Regions from separate parts of the Mus musculus genome. Here all the other regions are linked to region 3. A link is a contact called in public HiChIP or PLAC-seq and capture Hi-C data. All regions are on one chromosome and are shown on one strand. Each heading gives the region's core, a stretch centred on a gene start, on an enhancer-like site or on the middle of the called end of the contact. The rest is flanking DNA. Distances are from core to core; before and after follow the strand shown. Region 1 holds the start of Spidr (scaffolding protein involved in DNA repair). Region 2 holds the start of Ppm1f (protein phosphatase 1F (PP2C domain containing)). Region 3 holds the start of Fgd4 (FYVE, RhoGEF and PH domain containing 4). Region 4 holds the start of Pkp2 (plakophilin 2).

The links. HiChIP or PLAC-seq counts read pairs in DNA pulled down with a chosen protein or histone mark. Capture Hi-C pulls out chosen DNA fragments and counts their contacts.
Region 1: a contact with region 3 is called in a capture Hi-C map of embryonic stem cells, with 5 times the contacts expected there. The contact joins the promoter of Spidr here to the promoter of Fgd4 in region 3. A contact is called at or near these places in 7 of 39 promoter capture datasets (cranial neural crest, embryonic stem cells, hippocampal neurons and 3 more), 1 of 115 datasets of contacts at active chromatin or transcription factors (pancreatic cancer cells) and 1 of 9 other capture datasets (embryonic stem cells).
Region 2: a contact with region 3 is called in an HNF4G HiChIP or PLAC-seq map of pancreatic cancer cells. The contact joins the promoter of Ppm1f here to the promoter of Fgd4 in region 3. A contact is called at or near these places in 8 of 39 promoter capture datasets (the C10 cell line, embryonic stem cells, hippocampal neurons and 3 more), 6 of 484 Hi-C or Micro-C datasets (B cells, embryonic stem cells, large pre-B cells and 2 more), 2 of 115 datasets of contacts at active chromatin or transcription factors (large pre-B cells and pancreatic cancer cells) and 1 of 9 other capture datasets (pancreatic islet).
Region 4: an H3K4me3 HiChIP or PLAC-seq map of embryonic stem cells shows a contact between it and region 3, with 8 times the contacts expected there. The contact joins the promoter of Pkp2 here to the promoter of Fgd4 in region 3. A contact is called at or near these places in 15 of 39 promoter capture datasets (the 3T3-L1 cell line, the C10 cell line, the HPC-7 cell line and 9 more), 4 of 484 Hi-C or Micro-C datasets (embryonic stem cells, liver, nephron progenitors and 1 more), 8 of 115 datasets of contacts at active chromatin or transcription factors (bone marrow-derived macrophages, embryonic limb bud, embryonic stem cells and 4 more) and 3 of 9 other capture datasets (adipose tissue, embryonic stem cells and liver).

Annotation. Positions count from the first base shown.
Region 1 is chr16:16,145,450-16,148,453 of GRCm38.p6, reverse strand. Spidr (scaffolding protein involved in DNA repair) reads left to right here and starts at 1,603. Exons shown (of 20, transcript NM_146068.4): 1 at 1,603-1,709. The coding sequence starts at 1,677.
Region 2 is chr16:16,894,986-16,897,997 of GRCm38.p6, reverse strand. It overlaps Ppm1f (protein phosphatase 1F (PP2C domain containing)), which reads right to left and starts at 1,529. Exons shown (of 8, transcript NM_176833.4): 1 at 1,374-1,529.
Region 3 is chr16:16,598,551-16,601,831 of GRCm38.p6, reverse strand. Fgd4 (FYVE, RhoGEF and PH domain containing 4) reads left to right here and starts at 1,854. Exons shown (of 17, transcript NM_001301817.1): 1 at 1,854-2,054. The coding sequence starts at 1,904.
Region 4 is chr16:16,211,824-16,215,079 of GRCm38.p6, reverse strand. It overlaps Pkp2 (plakophilin 2), which reads right to left and starts at 1,735. Exons shown (of 13, transcript NM_026163.2): 1 at 1,485-1,735. The coding sequence starts at 1,707.

The DNA.
Region 1 (3,004 bases), core at 354-2,853, 450 kb after region 3:
AGAGAAAACTAAACTTGGTGTTTCCTTTCACGTAGCCTAAGACAGCCTTGAATTCACTACTTTTGGGAATTTGGGAAAATTGTAATTCTCTAAAATATCAGCCCATGGGAAAAGAAGGGCAGGATTTTTTTTTTTTTTTGCAACTCGGACTTTAAAAACAAACAAACAACAACAAAACAAATATTATTTTGCCATGTGCGGTAGTGCACAGCAGTAATCTCAGCACTCAGGAGGCAGAGACAGGAAAATCTCTGAGTTGAGGCTAGCCTGGTCTACACTGTAAGTTCTAGGATAGTCAGGGCTAAGTAGTGAGAGACCCTGTCTCAACAAACACAAACAAACAAGCTAACCAGTGGAAGAAACAAACAGAAACCCAAAGCAGACAGAAAACCCCACTGTCTTGTGTTACGTCAGTAAGCCAGTCATTTTGTCCTTTTTTCTCCTATGCTGTAGTCCCCCTTTGCAGAATGGCATATCAAAAACTGCTCCACTTGCAGTAGTATTTTTAATTCATTAAGGGCCTTGTTTCCCACTCTGCCTATCTTTCAGTTAGAGAATAAAGTCACCACCCAGGCTCTAAGCTCCTCTTCTGTACACATCTGTAAATACAACTTTCTGAGAATCCTTTCCATTGTCCACTCCAAGTTTTCAACAATATAGTTTATTTAATATTTTCTTCAATATATATCTTTATAGAATATGCCTCCGCTAATCTAGTTTCTACTTAAGTCCCATGCAAACACATTCTTGACAAGGACTTATTTAGTGTTTTTTTCGACACTAGAAACCCTGTTAATCCAGTTTCCACTCAAGTAGCAGCTCTCTGTCCTGCTGGTTTGAACATACATAGACAACTATGTCCTAGCGCTTTAAAACATCCAAGGAACGGCTTCATCTTCCACATTAAAATGTTCCCTGAACCAGCATCTAGAAATTTAAGAATGTAAGCTCTCTGGCTTTTCCCAGATCTATAGTATGTGAAACCTACTTTATAACAAATCCAACTAGTGTTCCTATAGTTTTTTTTTTTAAATAGGAAATCTTTGCTCTTGATATTTATGAATTTTATATTTAAGAATTCCTCATTAGTTAGAGAAGTACTATTCCTTTTCCTGGCTTACTTATGTTTTATTACTAATTAACAATAATTATTGAATTCTAGTTTACGGCTGCCAAGCCAACGACCACCATATCCCAGAACTCACTTGGCTCACCTCCCACCCTTACTTGTGTTACATCATTTTCCATATAAATAAGGAGAACACCCCCTCCTCGCTCTCTTCTCTTCTCTCTCTGCCACTCCCTTATCTCTCCCTCTCAATAAAACCTCTTCACGTTGAACTGCCTGGGCCTAGTGTGCTTCTTGGTGACCCGCTATTCTAACACATCACTGGTTACTGCTCTAAGGCTTTGCTTAGCTAGGAGAGAGGATGACCTGTAGATCAGCTCTCAGGCTCCCTAAAGAGCGAGAGGAAGAGCCTAGACAGCAGCTCCCTCAGTTTGAGCCCGTGGAACTTGAGACGACGGCTTTCGCAAGGGGCGGGGCGCGGGAAGGGGCGTCTCCGGAGGAAAGGGGGCGGGGCGCGGGAAGGGGCGTCGCCAGAGGGAAGGGGGCGGGGCGCGTGATGGGCGGCTTCCGGATGGGGCGGCGAGCAGGAAGACTGTGCACGTAGGAGATGTCTGGAGCCCGCCGCCCCGGCACGTCCAAGGTACGCTGTGCTGTTGCTATGAAAGCAGAGGGCGGGCGTGTAACCTCTGTGGGCTTCTCGTGCCTGTCCCTGGTCCGGTGAAGGGAGCTGGTGCGCCCAGTCTGACCGGCACGAGCCCGTTGGTGGCGGTCGGTCTAGGCAGGGTTCCCTCGCTCTGCCTCTGCCCAGGTCTGCTGAATGGTCCTGGGAACCAAGCGGGTGGGTGGCTGACAGGGAGGACGAATTGATTCGGAGTGAGTGTGAGCTGGCGTCTGGCAGTTCATTTGCCTCCGTTTTATTTTGTTGCTTAACACACCAAGACAGTAGTGGGTATTGGAGTATCTCTTCTGTCCCAGGCATCTTTTGCTACACTTTGCTTTCCCGCCTAAACTTTCTGAGAGGCGTGCTTCTCCCGTGTCTCCCGCAGTCCCTGTATACTGTAGGCACTGTTGTAGGAACTGTTACATGGATGAAATTTAAGCGATCCTCTACATTTCTCCGACATTGTGTTTCTCTTGGATCATATTTTGCCTTTTCAAAGTTCCTCACTTACAGATGATTATTTCATAATACTCAAAATTTAGAACAGCAAACGGTGCTTCATTCCCTCACCTGCTCTTCCTTTCACTAAATGCTAAACTCCCTTAACACTACCATTCGTACTTATTTCTCAGATAGCCTTGAAAGATGACACTGTGAACTTTGTAACTTATTTAGAGAGTAAAAGCACGTATAACTTATGATTTAAAAGACTAATTTAAATTTCAGGAAGACTAAAAGATGAAAAAATCAAGGAATTAAAACATTTCTACATCTAACATAAATTAGTTCTTGCAGCCCTCGATACCCTTGCTAACTGTATACATTTATTTAAGCGTCCCTAAAGTCCTGATTCACTCTTATAGCTGCTCATTCACTTCTCCTAACTGCCCAGCTCCAAATTTTGACTTTGTGCCTATTCTCAACAACTTTTTTTTTTTTTTTTTTTTCGAGACAAGGTTTCTCTGTGTAGACCAGGCTGGCCTTGAACTCAGAAATCCTCCTGCCTCTGCCTCCCGAGTTCTGGGATTAAAGGCGTGCGCCACCACGCCCGGCTTCTTTTCTTTTCTTTTCTTTTCTTTTCTTTTCTTTTCTTTTCTTTTCTTTTCTTTTCTTTTCTTTTCTTTTCTTTTCTTTCTTTCTTTCTTCTTCTTCTTCTTCTTCTTCTTCTTTTTTTTTTTTTTTTTTTTTTTGGTTTTTTGAGACAGGGTTTCTCTGTATAGCCCTGGCTGACCTGGAACTCACTTTGTAGACCAGGCTGGCCTAGAACTCAAAAA
Region 2 (3,012 bases), core at 280-2,779, 300 kb before region 3:
CTTTCATGGGCTGTTCTGTGCAGCCATATTATTGTGCTGCCATTTTTCTTTTGAAAGGGATCCTAAGCTCCATGTGGTCAGTGTCCTGGCTGTTTGTGCTCAGCAGGCCTGCATGGCCACTAGAGTGAGGTAAGCAGCCTGAGGTCTGGGGGGATCACACAGGAAATGAAAACTCTCCCTTAGTACACTGGGTAGCAAAGACAGTCTTCCAGAAAAGACTGGCTTCAGGCAACATCACAGAGGAATTCTGCAAATTAATCTGTTGTGGGAGGTTAACAGTTATTAGAACAATTGTTTTGTTTATGTCTCAGAACTGTGTGGGAAAACATGCCATCAGGTCATACTGCAGTTGAAAAAAAAACCAGGTGGTAGGAGGAAAGTGTTACTCTAAGGTCACAAATATTAGTTGTCACCAAAGCAGGACTCAGTTGAGGAATCTGGTGCCCAGTGACTTGGCCACTTCCATCCCAGTTTGCCGCTGAGTAAAAGTAAAATTTGACGATGGGAGGAATATGAACACTGAGACCATGAGGTAGAGGCAGCTCTCGTTCAGTTCCTTAGGTGGGAACAGTTCACAGGGCTGTCCCAGGGCACATTGTGAACACATCTGTTAATCAAGGGGCCTAGAAATAGGCGGCCTTGGTAGGGCAGACCACTGCCTTCCACTGGGCCTCACTAGATGTTAGTCTGCAGAAATCCTTACAATCCCTTTTCTCCTCATTATACGGAGAGCTTAGGGGGCTGGCCTGAGACCACACAACTGTAACGGTGAAGCCCAAGGCTCTCAGGACTGAGGCTCTACTGCAATCTAGCCCAATGGCTTCAGCCTGCGTCTTGAAACCAGGTGGTAAGTAAAACACTAGCTTTAAATACACTTAGGGACGCCACTGGGCTGGGCATTCAGGTTGAAAATGTGGTCCCAGTCCGGGTCGTCACTAGTAGGGCTGAGGGTAGGGCCGTGGGCCTAGCCCTCATGTTTTGGAAGATAAGAGGGAATGATCCTTGAAAACAGGATTGTCACTCCTTGGTACTGTTTTGCCTCACAGCTCTCAGCCTCCTCCTGGACCTCGGTTCAGACACAGCCCTGGGGGAGGGTGTCAATGGATTCCCAGTTCCGTGCCTTTAGTTTCCGACGCCTTGCCACCAGGGCCCGGCGGCGGCTTGCTCAGATTTTTTGCTCACAGCTATCCCCCAAAGTCCCATGGGCTCAGGCACCCGAAACCGGTCTTGGCCTTAGTGCTTTCTCACCTCTCCATTTCGTCCTCAGTCTCATTTCACTTTCGTGCATCTCAGGCCCCCACATGACCCCCACCCTAGTCCGAGTCTTCCACCCTCACCCTCGCTCTTCATCCCTTGCACCCCGCGGGCCTCACCTGCCAGCCTGCCGCAGTGCTCCCCACGAGCTGCTCTGGGCAGCCCCGCCTACTTCCCGTCCTAGGCGCCGCAGGCTCTGCGCAAGCGCAGTCGGGCCTCGGGCGCACCTCTGCTGCCTCCTGCTGGTCCCTCTGCTCTCTTGTTTCAGGGACGACAAGAGCCCCAATAGCCAGTGCGTTGCTACACTTCTCCAGCCTTGACTGGGCAGAAAGCAGTCCTTGCTTCACAATGCTCAGTCATTGCTTCACAACGTGTGTGGTGATCAGTCTCAGGGCAGTGATGCGGCTTCATACTGCTCAGGACTGGCCACCCATCAGAGACTTTAGAAAATATTTTCATGTATAACATTATATTCATTTTATACCAATGAACGTGTACACTGCCTGTGTACAGTGTGGAGAGTACCCCTTCAAGTTTCATTGTGGTCCTGCCCACTTAACCACAGGCCCCAGGGGCTTTGTGGTTAAGGGTTCCAGGCCCTTTGTGCTCAGCAGGACTGCATGGCCACTGAGAATTCGTTGAGCAGCTTGAGCTCTGGGGCTATAAAGCAGGAAATGAGACACTTTTCTTAGTGCACTGGGTAGCAAAGGCAGTCTTAAAGACAAGGTTGGCTCCAGGTTGTCACCTGGCTTTTAAAACAATTGTTCCGGCATGGTGACGCAAGCCTTTAATCCCAGCATTTGGGAGGCAGAGGCAGACAGATTTCTGAGTTCGAGGCCAGTCTGGTCTACAAAGTGAGTTCCAGGACAGCCAAGGATACACAGAGAAACCCTGTCTCGAAAAACAAAAACAAAACAAACAAAAAAACCCAATTGTTTGTTTTGTTTATGTCTCAGAACTGTGCTGACAAGCACATGCCATCAGACCCCATTGTCTTAGGAACTTGTCACCTGATTAGGTTTCAGGGAACCCATGAGCCTGGGGAACCAATAGATGGGTGTGTGTACTGGCATGGTGGGGAGAATGTCTGTCTGCTACGCAAGTAGAGTCCTGGTTCATTCAACCTGATTAAGGTTTGAGGTCATTTATAACCTGATGAGGTAGAGGGTGATACAGAGAAGACAGCAAAAGCAGGCACTAGGAACCTGGCCCTGTTAGGCTCTAGGCCAAGGACATATCTGTAATGTACCCTTTCCTGAGGTTGCTGTCACCATGATTGTCTTGTTTGTAGTCTACTATGCCAAAGCCTTTACTCTTGTTAAATTCCCAATATTAGCTATACCAACCAGCTTAGCTCAAACCTCTTCATCAAGACATGCCAAGCTGTGGGGTAGAGCCAGGAGGTCTCAGAGTGCTCAGTTCCAGGTCTCTCATCTGTGTCCTCTCCCAGTTCCCAAAATCCTTTCCCAGAAACCTGTTCTGAGCACTATGAGAGTGAGTGCAAACACTCCCTACCACACTAGCCTCTATCACTCAGAGACTGGCTGTATTACTTAGGCTTTAAAAATCTCAGGAAAGGACCTCAAACCCTTTGTTCTAGAATTTCCAGGCTCTTTACAATGGGGGTACAACTTGGTAATACTTCTGCTTAAAGGGAGCTGTTATGATTTGAAATCTGGAAGTCTCTTGAAAACTTGAGCTTTTGGGAGGTGAATGGATCATCAGGACGCTAACATCAGCAGATCAGTCTATTGGATT
Region 3 (3,281 bases), core at 605-3,104:
ATAGAGGATGGAATAGGGGGGTTTCCTTTCTGGGAGGGGCGGAAACCAGGAAAGGGGATAACACTGAAATGTAAATAAAGAAAATATCCAATAAAAAAAGAAGAAAAAAAGAACTCTAAAGCACATTAGTGCATTATCACTAAATTCCTGAAGGCAGTGTTAGGAATGAGTTGCTATGGTCCATTTTCAGTATGAAGTGTGCTAAAATGTTCCTGAGCTGCAGATAAGCAGGCATCCCCAGGCTCATCTCTCTCCTCTCTAAAGGCTGGAGTCAACTTATCTCACAACTCTGTAGAGTTGGAAAATTACATGTAGTCTGTTATGCAACTAAGTCTAGATGAAAGAAGGAGGGCAATGTGAAGTCCTAAATTATTTTTTAAGTAAGGTACTATATCCTAAATCAATAAGATGGGGATTTGAGAGCAAGTCTGTTCATGAGAGAGAGAGGACAAACTTTTCTTGTATTTAGGGGACTTTAAAAGCTATTGTCGGGCTGGTGAGATGGCTCAGCGGTTAAGAGCACCCGACTGCTCTTCTGAAGGTCCTGAGTTCAAGTCCCAGCAACCATATGGTAGCTCACAACCATCCGTAAGGAGATCTGACTCCCTCTTCTGAAGTGTGTGAAGTGTCTTCTGAAGTGTCTGAAGACAGCTGCAGTGTACTTAGATATAATAAATAAATAAATCTTTAAAAAAAAAAAAAGCTATTGTCTTGAGCCAGGTAACCATGTTAGCTACTTTTGTCTTTTCTCTGTGGTCATGTCCTTTTTCTGCCGTGGAAATGTACATTGGAAACTGCTTCATATTCATAAATCTGTTGACTTTATTACTACATTATCTTTAACAGTGGTCATGATAAACTGGGTCTTGTGCTGTTCTGGAAACCAGTGTTATTCTGTGGATGAAATCTGAAGGGAATCTGTCTGCACCGACTGACTGGCTGGTTAGAACTTCAGTACTGTAGAGAGGTTAGAACGCTGCAAGCCCAGAGGCTAATTAACTTACCTTGGCCTAGCTTTAGCCCAGGGGAACAGTCATTTCTTGTCCACCTCTACTTTAAAACTAACATCCCATGACTAACAGATTAAACTAACCTTTGGAATCTATTGACTGACTTAGATGACTTCTAGCAACCACAAAGCTAAGAATGTCACGAGATAGTATCTCAAGCCTATTCAAAAACCTCCATCTTGCTGGTAACCGCCTCTCTGATATACCTACCAATGGACTTTAAACTTGCCTTGATTTACGACTTTCTTTGTTCTGTGAAACTCTAAGACTGCTTCCGCATTGGAACATGGAATTTGAGGTTGTCTAAATCTGTGTTCCTGGGCCATGGTTACTCAAAAGGGCTGCAGAAGAAACTTTTATTCCCTTTAAGGTGAGAGCTGCGCTTCCTTATTGCTTGAACAGCGCTCCCGGCAAGCTGATTCGCTTCTTCCAAGAGCCGGCGGTGCATCTGGAATTCCGGCTTCTCAGTCATTTTCAAAGCTGGGTTTCCTTACCTAAAGTTTGCAGCGCGGTAGCCTGGGAGACTTTGGCTCTTGAAAGTGTGGTGAGTAACAGCCAGACTGTTCTTCCAGCATCCCAGGGCGTGGTCGGTAAGTAAGCTGATGAGGCGTTTCTGAGGTTCAGGTGAGCCAGGCAGGTGCACTCTGCCTTCCCCTGGGCCAATGGGCGACGCCGGTCCCCCCCAAGCCTCTTCGGCGCTCGGGCGGGACCGCGCTGCACTCTGGCGATTGGCTGTGCAGCGGGGGCGGCCTGGGCCGGCCGCTGCCGGAGAGTCCGACGACGGAGTCGGAGCGCAGGCCCGGGAAGCGAGGCCTGCGCGGGGAGGGAGCGCAGGGAGTCGCGCAACCTGGACGCGCGCGGGGCAAGGCTTGCGGGAGTGACCGCAGGCCACCATGAACAGCGAGAGCGACCATAACTTCAGGCGGGTGGCCATCCGGCGGAAGTCAGGCTCCTACCTGCCGCCCGGGATCCCCCGGCCCTGGAGCAGGCCTTCGCCGCAATTGCGGCGCCTTGACCGTGTCGCGCAACCCAGCCAGGCCGCAGGTAATGCGTGGGTGAGCGGAGCGAGGGCGTGCCGCGTGTTGGGGGGCCGGCGGGGGGCGTGCCGCGCGTGTTGGGGGCGTGACGCCTGTGTTGGGGACTGGCGGAGGGCGTGCCGCGTGTTGGGGGCTTGACGGGGTGTTAGGAGTGGAGTGGGTGTGGGTGTGTGCCTTTGGCTGTTGAGGACCTGGGGGAAAGGGCTGCCTTCTGTTGTGAAAGGGATCCTCACAGGTTAGTTACCCCGCAGGACACTATTCCTAGTTAGTTTGTTCTTTCTCCCAAAGCTTCAAGAATATGGCCAGCTTGTTCTTAAAAAACTAAAGGTGTGCCCTTAGAAAAAGCTTTATTAGGAATTGTACAACCTATTTTTCAATATACTGCTGTTTAAGATTCACCAAATTCCTCTGCTCAGTTGACCTTAGTTCCCTGGCGCTCCCTTCCCGAGGGCAAAAGTCAAACACTCAGATAATGTTTATGTTTTTGAATATTTTGAATCTTAAAAAGAAATCTCACCCTTCTTTACTTTCATTTTGTAATGATTGAGCAAGCAGCTTTGTGTTTTTATCAATATGATCAATGTCGAGACTGGTAAATATGCTGTCTATTCCTTGTCCCGAAGCTATAGAAGGCACATGACAGAAAATCGTGATGGATGGTGTGTTAAGTGTGTGTTCACGTTAGATAAGTCAGGATGTGAGATGATGCATGAACTGGATCACGGAGAGTCCTCTGTAATCATTTCCTGTAGAAGTAAGAAACTGATAAAGTATTCTGGAGATCTCTTCCAGTTCTAGCTGTGATTCACCAAACTGAATGAAAATGTTATTAAGTGAAAATGGTTTGCTTTGTCATCGCATTTTGTCACCCGTTGTTTTCAGCACAGACACTGGTCTGATGCCTCTGTTATGTTACTAGATTTATTTTCAAATGCTTTGAAGAGACGATCAAAATATGAAACATCCTCTTTCAAGAGTCACAGTATAGTCTATAAATTATTTCTGCAAAGCAGCTATGCTTGTAGGAGAAAGGGTTCTGTTTGCTCTTTTATTTATTTGTGCCCTCCCCATTCCCCCACCCCCATACTGGGAGTAGAATTCAGGGCACTTGGGTAAGCAGGCTACTACTCACTATGCCCAGCTATCCTGGTTTTTTGTTTGTTTGTTTGTTTGTTTTTTGGTTTTTTTTCCATCCATTGCTGAAGTCTTCTCCTCCTAATTTTTAAATTTGGTC
Region 4 (3,256 bases), core at 486-2,985, 390 kb after region 3:
CTGGCTGGCCACCCTTACAAGATAAGGAAGAAGGCTCTTCAGTTCCACGTTAGCACTGGGCATGAGGCTTTTCACACTGCAGGATGCAATGGCAGGACTAGCCAGACACTGCCCTCAGTCATCCTGGAGTCCTTTGCCACATTCCTAACCCTAAGGTTTGCTTTTTCTTCTCACCAGGAACTAAAGCAGTTCTTTCCTGTGTAAACCTTTCCATCCTCTTAGAACTTCCTTAGTTTTACTTAGAGGAAAAGGAGTCGTTACAGGGAAGTTTAGTTCCCAAGTAATTTCATTTTGTGTTAGTAATCAAACACTTAATATGTTAACTCATGATCGACTTAAAACTCCACATTTTGGCTTTTATATACCACCTATGCCACTTTCTGTCTGGAATCTTGACTGTTTTATTTGCTCAGTTTCCTTGTCTCTAAGCTTGGATCCACAGTAAACCCAGCCCATGTCTGTAATCTCAGCACATGGGAGACGGAGACGGGAAGTTTGAGGCTGCATCTTAAAAATCGTATCTATATCTACACATATGGAAAGAGAAAGGAAAAAAATACACAGTTCATTTTAAGAAGATAATATAAAGTGCGAACCACATAGCCTAATTAGGGACGTTACAGGCACTCACTTACATGAGCTTGCAATCATTAAACACCTCTTTACTTTTCAAGTATGCAAACATCAACTGCCCTAACCTTTAGACAAACTGAAAAGCGGACAGCCTCCCAGACTCTGCTATTTGAAATCCACATGCTGGCACGGAAGCATTATTATTCTTAATGGTAATCACATTTACCAGAGCTTCTGATCTTTCTGATCAACCACACTTCTGTCAACTAGTCTGTGTGGTGGGGGGTTGATTTTTTTTTTTTTAATGAGGGCGGTTCTGCACCCACGCATCTGTTGGTTCTGGTGTGTGGGTGTGAGGTGGGCAGGCGGGGCTACCTTCAGCCTGGCCAAAGTCTCCTTCCTCCTTATCCTCCGCAGGGTGTTCAGGTTGCTCCCAGACCCAAAGCCGACTTGCTCAATTTGTTTAGTCGCAGATACGGAGTGGAGCACTTGGACGAGGTAACCTCAATTTAGAGGATGGAGGAACCGCAGGGCTTTGAAGGTTTCTTTCTAAAAATATTTATAGAGAGTCGTAAACTCTAAAACATCTCAATAAAAGCCCAAAGCGCCTTATTCCAGAAGATCAATCTTGCATACCAAAGTCTGCATAAAATTTCAAAGTGTTTTTTAGAATCTCAGGGAGAGAACCCGGAGCGAGCGGCGAAGGGTGAAACCGATCGAATTCTTTAATACAGACAATTGTGTAATTAACAAACGAATAAGGTAGACCAGAACCAAAGGTTAGGGAGGAAGCGTGTCCAAAGCGACCAACCACGAGCCGGAAAAGGTAAGGTGAGCAACAGGTGGGCGGGCGGACACCGGTTCGCACCGGGGAGACCTACGACTAGCACGGCGGGTGGGGTTCGACTCACCGCTGACCGCAGAGCTCCGGCCCCGGCGGGCCAGGGTCTGCTGCACCTGCTCCTGGATCCGCTGGCTCCGGGCCGCCGGGTCGCCGCGGCCGCTGCTGCCGGCCAGCCTCAGTCTGGCCTCGGAGGGCAAGGCCAGGCTGGAGCTGTCCAGGTGACCCAGGATCTGCTGGCCCAGCACAGTCCGGATGTAGCCACACTCGGCCAGTGAGCCGGGGACGGCCATCGCGTCGGCGGAGTGACCAGGAGGGACTGCCAGGACCTGCCCGCAAAGCCGCAGAGGCGTGGGGACCGGCAGCAAACCCCGCCCCGCCCCGCCCCGCCCCGCCCCGCCCCGCCCCGTAGGACCCAGGCCCTTAGGGGACAGGGGCGTGGCTCCTGCAAAGCAGGCGCACTCCGCCCGGGGCGAGCACGTCCTCTGAGGCCCCCACGTATTCTCGGCTCGCGAAGGATTGTGGGAGGAGCTGCCCTTAGGACAGGTGCAGCTGGGAACTTCTGCTGTGAGTAGCACATCTAGTTAGTTAGGGTCAGTTACACTGTTCCAAACGTTCACAGATAATGAAACATGTATGAAATAGACGTATTTTAAAGGTTTTTTTTTTTATCCGTAGTACTTCAGGACGCCGAGCTTTTTGTACAGATGGAGCCCCAGAAACATATGTTCTCCCTCAGTGAAAGCCTCTGCTTGCTCTTGCAAATACACAAATTGTACCCAGTGCGCTCTTGTCCACCCACTTCCTTCTTAAGGAACATGCCCACACAGAGAAACTCCAATAAGAGGCCCAGAGAAAAGATGACTTTTAATACTCAGTTTTAATAGCTCTTCTAACGTTGACTAAGCCCTCTTTATGACAAGCTCTTTGCAGGGGAACTCATGAACGAGGTTTCTCACTTAAATCTCCCGAACTTGAGTTTATCATGCTATTAACTATGCTTCACATGCAATTGGGCTAAGAACAAGAGCTAAGCTCAACAGAAGGGTCCTTGAACTTAAAGTTGACAACCGATGCTACTCTCCACATACTGGTATTTAGACTTGGGAGAAGAAAAGAAAAACATCTATGTTTGTTATCAAGTGGGGTCTTTTCCTTTGGTTGCTAGGGTTTGTACCTTTGTTGGAACAGCTAGGGAACACAACTTCTCTTCTTCCCCGGTTCCTAACTAAACAGTTAATGTGGCTTCCTGTTTTGCCTTCGAGCATCGAGGAAATCAGGGACGAGTCACTCTTTCTCCACAGGCCACATAGTCAAAGGTCATAAGGAAAGCTCTGGAGGTGGGAGCTATGAGGTCAGCAAAAGCAACTGGGCCAGTCTTTAGGTAAATTGTGCCCAAAAGCTTGGCTTGCCAAGTCAGGTGTAAATAATGTACAGATGTGATGCTGAGAGCTTACCGAAAACAAGAATGTTATGACGGTTAAATTACAGCAACAAATCCTGTCACCAGCCCCTTGTAAGCAACCTGTTTCCCTTCATCTATCTCCTAGCTCCTTCTGAAAGTCCCAGGTCTGTTGCTTTAAAAGATAACTGCAGCGCCTGCTTCTGCAGGGCCAGGACTCACTCTGGCTTCTGTACCTGGAGAACTATGATTGGTAAGGTCCCATTCTGCTTTCTTCAGCAAGAGACAAACAGGAAATTTCTCTTATTTATCTTAGGAAGTGTAACTTCACTTTCCTGTTTCTTGTCAAATCACTTTTTAAAAGTTCTGTTGTAATTGATTATCTTATTATGCAGGCTCCAATAAATGAGGATATCTTGTAGTTGGTAGTTGGATGGTTT